Linked DNA regions of Capsicum annuum: region 2 is linked to region 1. The links are chromatin contacts, called in public Hi-C maps. All regions are on one chromosome and are shown on one strand. Each heading gives the region's core, a stretch centred on a gene start, on an enhancer-like site or on the middle of the called end of the contact. The rest is flanking DNA. Distances are from core to core; before and after follow the strand shown.

Region 1 (3,832 bases), core at 747-3,246:
TGAAGCACAGGATTGGGAAGGAATAGAATACTTATCCTGAAACAAGAGAGGGGGAGGGAAAGAAAGAATATATTAAATACCTTAAATGTTGATTGTTTGATATGTTATACTTGATTTGAGGGTCTATCGGAGACAACCTCTCTACCTTCTCAAGGTAGGGTTAAGGCTGCTTACACACCCACTGGTGGGGTTACATTGGTTATGTTGTTGTAGTTCTACCTTAAATGCTGATTGTGGTAACTTCATCAATTCTCTTGCTGATTCTTTGTCCCAAAAAAAATGTCATTCGCTTGCTGATGTTACTGCAACAGCAAGGAGCCAAACTTCAAGATTCATGCAGCTAAGTGTTTTTAGTGGCTTGTAATAAAATGTTTTTGAGTGCTCAGGCTTGATAGGTTAGCAACGTCATTTATTAATGACAAAAATGGTGCAAAAACGAAACAGGAAAATAATGGTCTTTCTAGCGCATGGTAGTGAGAAGGGATTGTCTGTTTTGTGGGTTAGTGTTGTATATTTTGACTGGCTTAAAGTTGATGTAATACAAAATTTGAAAACAAGACTCTTTAGTATCAATCATCATTTACTCAAGTTAATTCTGCTGTCAGATTTGTCATCATTTGGAAATGCACCACCTTTATACACGTCAGACTGATCGTTTTAGGAAAACAAGGCCTTAATGGCCTAGTTTGTATATATAGTTCTACTTTTGCTGTCAAATCTTAAGCTTATTCCGTCTGTGCAGATCTTCAATCATGGCTTCTCCATCTCGGGACTTGTCATCAGATAGTGTAACAAATGAGCTTAAAGCAGAAACAGACCTCTCCGCTAGTGATTCCGTGCCAGGCTTGAAGGTCAGTTCACTCAGAGTTTAGAATATTTAAATGTTGTGGTTAAATCTAAATAACAGCAGCCTTATTAGGTAGTGCTTTCACCTTAAATAATGAAATAATGAATTATCCTTTTACTGTTATTCTGATTTTCTCTATAAATATGCATGACTAATTCTTTTTACTTTCCAAATTTCTTATTATAGAAGGAGCAGACTAGCAGAAATATCGTTGTTGATGCTAAAGAGAAGAAGAAGACACACCGGCAATACTCTGAGAAGTTTGTGCGTTGGGTTAACGAAGGAGATGTGCTTTTCCCTTGACATCCAGTTCTGGACTCTTTTTGGAGCTAGCTATATATTATTTTGGATAGTTACATTGGATAGACGGCATCCTAAGGATGTTGATACATAGAGAGAAAATAGAAACAGCAAATGACCAACATTGCTTGAGGAAGATTAGCCTATACAAAGCTATTGAGATTGTAAACTTCCAGCAGCATAGAAGTTTATATTAGGAAGTTTAGGGGTAGATTGAAAAGGAAATGTTCTTTTCAGTTGTTTTTGAATCTTCTTTTCTCAGACCAATAACTTTTGTAGGTTTCAGTTTCTGTAAATAATTTTATTTATTTAGAAATTGGAGCTGAATTTTTTCGTTTTGAGACATTCACAAGAGCCTTCACTATTTTGAATGCTTTCAATCTTGAAATTCCCAGATTATAGTTACCATCTGATCGTAGTGGTAATTGTGAGTCTGTGATTGTTTAGGTGTGTCCTTCCTGATCCTCTCGTACTAAGGGAAGGTCCTCTCTACGCTTAATACACGAGCTTCTTGGAGGAGGAGCATCCTGGGTATATTTCGTGTGTATTGGTATAGTTTACTGTAAATGATTGGTTTTCTTTGTGTCTGCTGTCCTGTTTGTTTCAGTTATTGTATTATTTGTTGATACTGTTGTTTTCTCTAGTATATTTTCTTTAATGTGCTTTGATAGGCTCTACTTTAGCCGAGGATTTATTGGAAACAATCTCACTACCTTCACAACATAGGGGTAAGGTCTGTGTACATACCACGCTCAGATTCCACTTGTGGAATTGCACCGTGTATGTTATTGTTTTTGTAACTGGTTTTTCTTTTTCTTCCATTTTTTCGTGGTATTTGTTGATACTGATCATTAAATTTGTTGTTCATTCTGAAAGTGAAAGACTAGTATCCTTGACCAAGTTGTGTTGAGAACTCAACTAGCTGTTTCACCTGCATCAGAATCCTAAACTGGTTAAAGTTAAAGCTAGTAATTGATAACATTGCATTTATCACTTTGGGATAGTGGTGGTGCAAAAGACAGTATACCATTGCTTCATTTTCTATGTTCTTTCTTGCTTTTTCCGATTTCCAGTTCCGTCCATTTTAGTGCTTGTTTTTCTCTCTGGTTTGTAGTATAGTTGCTTGCTATTTTGCCTTTCAGATTATACGCTAGATCCAGTTTCTTTAAGAATATTCATGTGTAGTTTACCTCTCTGAGATAGTGGTAAAGGTCTGTGTACACTTCACCATTCTCAAACCTCACTTGTGGGTTTTACTGGGTATGTTGTTGATGTGTGTAGTTCACTCCTTTTTAGTGGCTTTGGTGAATGATGGTGTACTATGGTCATGTCTTAGGTCAAGGCGGGGGAGGGGGGCGGGGGGCAGGGTAGAAGTGGTAAGGGGGTGAAGTGTTCTCCTAGACTAAGAATACGGTCTTAGAACATAGGGTCATTGACGGGGAAAGCCATAGAGCTGGTGAAGATCTTTAAGAAGAGGAAGATTAATATAGCTTGTGTCCAGGAAACTAGATAGGTAGGCACCAAAGAATAGGACGTAGACGGATTTAAGTTGTGGTACTGAGAAGGCTCAAGGGATAAGAACGACATAGGCATTTCAGTACACACGTACCTTAGGAAGCAAGTGCTAGAGGTTAGAAGGATCAATGATAGGATGAAGACGGTTAAGCCAGTCATTGGGGGGGCTTACTTTGAACATTACTAGTGCTTACCCTCAAGTGGGCCTAGATGAGGAGATCAAGAAGCACTCTAGGGAAGATTTGGATAAAGTTGTGAGAGGTAAACAACACACTAAGAAGATTTTGATTGGTGGAGATTTCATGGCCATATTGGAACAACTTCTAGTGACTTTGATGATGTTAATGGAAGCTTTGGTTTTGGGAATAAAAAGGGAGGTGGAGCCTTGCTTTTGGATTTTGCTAGAGCTTTAGAATTGGTGATTGCTAACTCGTGTTTTTTAAAGAAGGAGAACTATTTGGTTACCTTTGTAGCATGGTAACTAAGACTTAGATAGATTACTTACTCTTTAAGAGGTGATGAAGGCCTTTGTAAGGACTGCAAGGCTATCCTAAGTGAGCATCTTACTTCCCAACACAAGCTTTTGGTGATATATTTGGAGATTAATAGGGATAGGCTAAAGAGACCTTTATGATCGATCAAGGATTAAATAGGGTGGCCTACCCTTGCCCTTTCTCGGGAGATGGAGAAAAGTTTATTCTTGTGTGGGCCTAGAGTAGCAGCGGGGATGTGAACAACACATGGGATAGGACAACTGGTTCCATCAGGGAAGCAACTAGAGAGGTGCTAGGGTATATATTGGGGGTCATCGAAGGGATTGGTAGTAGAGTGGAGAAGTCCAACGCAAAGTGGAAGCAAAGAAGGTTGCGTATGCAAAGTGGGTGGAGTGCATGGATGAGGAGGAGAAATGGATGCTTAAGGAAGTTTATAGAGCCGCGAAAACGAAAGATAAGTTAGCAGTCACGATGGCTAAGACGACAATTTCTGAGCGATTGTACATAGAGCTAAAGAAAAAAGGCGAGGATAAAAAAATATATAGGCTTTCAAAAGCGAGAGAGAGGAAGGATCTCGACTTGGATCAATTGAACTACGTCAAGGATAAGGAAGGCAAGGTATTGGTTAAAGAGACCTTCATTAAGCAAAGATAACAAGCATTTTCAACAAACTCTT
Region 2 (3,832 bases), core at 758-3,257, 800 kb before region 1:
GGTTTCCCTGTTGATGCAGGACTCACCTGTTTCTGATTCACTTGGGTAAACTTATTTCCTTTTGGGGCTACTAGTTTGATCTTCCTTATGCAGCTTTAAGTGGAGAGTAGTGGGAAATTAGTTGGTTGCTTCTTGATAGGTTCGTCGCAGGCTACAGCCATGAAGCTAATGAGGCCTAATTAATGATTTTCAGATGCTAATATGAATTTAAAAGCTACCTAGAACCACGAACTCAATTCACAGTTTTCCAATTTCATTGGGAAAGTTATATATCGTGGTATGCACACCATAGACAAGCTATGTGAAATAACCTGCATCCTGTGGAAGTAAGGCAAGACGGTGTCTTAAAAGAGTTAAGCACAGAGGATATGCTATTGTAGTCTTCAAATTCTGTTAACCCGGATTTTGGCAGTGTACCTTATAAGAATCGGGCAAACATCGAGTATGTAGCTCTGCTTTTTGAGCTGGTCGAGGACATGTCTGTCAAGTTCTTCAGTTTCCTGTAATTTGAATTTGTCTTTTAAGTTGTGAAGTTCTTATAAACAGGATTGCGAGATAGATACATTTATTACATTATGAGATAGTATATCCTTTACTGAAGAGTAAAACAATGTTACCTAGGGAGGGGGTGTTGCATTTATATGGAGCGCCTGCTCTCTTGTAAGAAAAATATCCACCTAAAACTTCAAAGGCAGTAGAATGTGTGCAGTGCTTACGGGTCAACTGTTTTAATATTTGACTTGTGAAGTTTGTATTAGAGATAATTGAGTTCCTTAATTAAAACTTTAAACTTGAATGGTATGAAGATCTTCTATTGGAGATACTTGAGGTGCTCAATTTATTGTTAATGGGATTAAAGAGAAAGGATCGGAACAATTGACTTGAACTTCATGGATCTACATTCTTCTTAAGGGATGTTGTATCGGAACAATTGACTTGAAATTCATGGATCTACATTGCTCTTATTTTTTCTTGGTTGATTTGTATTCTTGTTTAATTTGCCCTTTATCCTTTGCTTTTCATATCTTGCTAACGCTTTGTGTATCCACTAAGTTAAACTGTTTATCTGTTGCAGTGAGACAGCACCTAATTTTCCAGGCATTACTATTGAAATTGTAATTCCTCAGATGTTGTTGAAGTATGTTTATGGAGAGGATTCTAGTAACCTTCGTGATATAACTAGGGTAGGTCAGTTTGATCGAACAAACTCTCTCTCTTCTTAGGGGTAAGGTAGTTAACATTTGTGTTTGGTTTCAGATTTCAGGTGCTAAGATAGTAATTCATGATCCTGTAGCTGGGGCTACAGAAGGCACTGCTGTTGTGTCTGGAACACCAGATCAAACGCGATTCGCTCAGACCCTTATTCATGCTTTCATCTTTGCTGAGCAGAACATGTAGACCTTACTTCTTTATCACAATCCTAGAAGGTCGCGAATGTGGTTTGTTTTTCTCATGCAATGCAGTTGACATGTGCCTGTGATGGTTAAATAAGTTCAAAATAGTTATTGGAACATGTAGGAAGAACAGAGTGTATGTGAGAAATATCGTTCTAGGTTCTAAAGGGAAAAAAGATCAACCAAGTGGTAAGAGAGAATGCAGCAGATATTCAGGAAGGAAAAAGTCATCAATGCCTGAGAATGCAGCAGATATTCAGGAAGGAAAAAGTCATCAATGCCTGTTTTTTCCATCATATTTTGATGTTGAAGTATTTTGCAGGCAAAAATCATGTAGTATATGTACATGTAAAAGCAACAAGCACATGAATTGGTCAGTTCATTTGATTCTTGTAGAAGCACCATCATGTGGGTCTGTAAGAAATACAATACAGCAGGTGGTATCGTTCTATTATTAGTTTCTAGTCCTAGTAATCCTTTTTCGGCTACATATACACGGAGTAAAATGTGTGAAATGGTCTTTACATGTAACATCTAAACTTCAAATTTCTCGCATTTTCCTATTTCATTTTCCTTAATCCACGGACCCCCTCCACACACACACACACAAAAAAAAAAAAAAAAAAAAAAAACCTTCCGTAAAAACCCAACCCCTACATGCCACATAGAGCAGAGAAATTGTTATAGGAGCATGTGATTTTGTCGTACAAAATCATTAATCCTAGGAATACACTCCCAAAGAGTTGCAACAATAAGTCTCACTATTTATTTCGAGATGGTGATACATGCTCAAGAAAGTCAAAAATCGATCCATTTTTAGTAAATATTCTCACATTTTTTTGGACTTCATGCTTTCATATTCTTTTAATTAAAAAAAGAAGTTTATATTTTATGCACCCAATTATCCTAAGTTATAAAAGTATCAAAAATGAGACTTGCTCCAAATAGAGTTATTATAGTAAACCTAAAGTTTATCTGAAAGCAAAGTTACTCAATTTCGGATGGTACCAAATAAATTTGACCATTTTCCTTTCTAGTTTTCAAGATCATTAGACTTGATTCCGAATGGTAGAACTAAAACCTGCAGCTTCCACCTTGACAAAGCACACAATTTCAAGAAAATCAAGTGTATAGCCTCAAATCAATTTAGATTTGAATCATTTAGTTTCATTATGTAAAAGACATGAATGATATATTTTCATTATTATTATCATTGTTGTTCTTCTTATTATATGTAATTAATATTTTGAAGTGTTCCAACAGATTTTTATGCACATAAAAAGGAGGAACAAACAAACGTCCAAAGAAGAAACATTACCAATAGTGGCACTTTAAAGAGAGGCAAATTCGGATGTTTCTTGGCTTGTAAACAATGAACGGTTTTGGAGAGAAAAAAAGCCAAAAAGGCAAGCAAAAAGGCAGTTAGAACAAACTAGTTAACTAAAGAAACAAGTGTATATTGATATTTAAGTACATTTTCCTTAAAGTGATCTACCTTCTGGGTGGCATATGTATTCTTGTTTTAGCAGTGAAGTTGGTTTGAAGCTGGTAGACTTGTTTTAACCTCATTTGTTGAGTTTGGTAAACAAAAAAGCCTTATGCATGTGGGTACTATATGGGAAACAAAGCAATAATATAATGTATTAGTCGCTTTCCTTCATAATTACTACTCCCTCCGTATCAATTTATGTGACACCTTTCAGATTTCGAGATCCAAACAAGCCTATCTTTGATCATAATCTTTTCATATATCGTTTAAATATTTTGAATTGTCAACTATCCCAACTTGTAGTATTTTTCACATAGTTTTCAAATATATAACAGTCAAACTTAAATTGCTTGACTATCAAAATCTAAATTGTGCCCATAAATTGGGACAAAAGGAGTACTATTTCATTAAGTGTGTTGAGACTTGAGAAAGGATTTCTCAAGAAAGAAAAGAGAAAAGATGGTGGGCATTGAGAATATCAAAGCTGCAAGAGAAATTCTCAAGTGTAGCATAGAAAAATCAAGAGAATTGGGAGTAGAAATTAGTAATAGGTGTTGGAGATTAGAGAGCTGTGAGCAAAGGCTTGATTTTTTAGCAGGTGCCCTTAGAAACTTAGCATGTAAATGCACATTATACAAGATGAGTGGTCATGATGTTGATAGGGTCATTGGTCCTGCTGCATCTGTTGTTAAGATATTTGATGTCATATGTGAACTTGAAAACTCTCTTTCAACTGATGATCCTTCTGATGATATATCAGCTTATGTTACAACACTAAAATGGATGGAAGAAGCACTCAGTTTACTCACCGATAACTGCAAACTAGTCGTTTCTTGGCTTGAAACCAGTAGTTTCAATTCCTCTGTTGCTGAAAGTTGGTATGTTGTGAATGTGAACAAGTGTTTGAGTATACTTAGAGAATTGCAGGCAACGGAGGAACATTTTCGTG

What was found. A called contact is a pair of places that touch in the nucleus more often than the background predicts.
Region 2: a contact with region 1 is called in a Hi-C map of leaf, with 3 times the contacts expected there. The contact joins the promoter of LOC107849764 here to the enhancer-like site in region 1. A contact is called at or near these places in 2 of 5 Hi-C or Micro-C datasets (leaf and placenta).

The regions. Positions count from the first base shown.
Region 1 is chr12:197,315,670-197,319,501 of UCD10Xv1.1, reverse strand. It overlaps LOC107851208 (phosphoinositide phosphatase SAC2), which reads left to right. Exons shown (of 17, transcript XM_016696146.2): 16 at 743-851; 17 at 1,034-1,492. The coding sequence ends at 1,150. Among protein-coding and RNA genes, the nearest start is that of LOC107851208, 11 kb to the left of the region's middle. Within about 2 kb of position 1,996, at least 3 of the 5 cell types and tissues checked have an H3K27ac peak or open chromatin away from gene starts, as enhancers often do. A contact at or near this core is called in leaf, where this site is marked.
Region 2 is chr12:198,113,847-198,117,678 of UCD10Xv1.1, reverse strand. LOC107849764 (exocyst complex component EXO70A1-like) reads left to right here and starts at 2,007. Exons shown (of 1, transcript XM_016694327.2): 1 at 2,007-3,832. The coding sequence starts at 3,343. It overlaps LOC107850391 (KH domain-containing protein HEN4), which reads left to right. Exons shown (of 11, transcript XR_007048283.1): 9 at 1,076-1,184; 10 at 1,258-1,591; 11 at 1,634-1,884.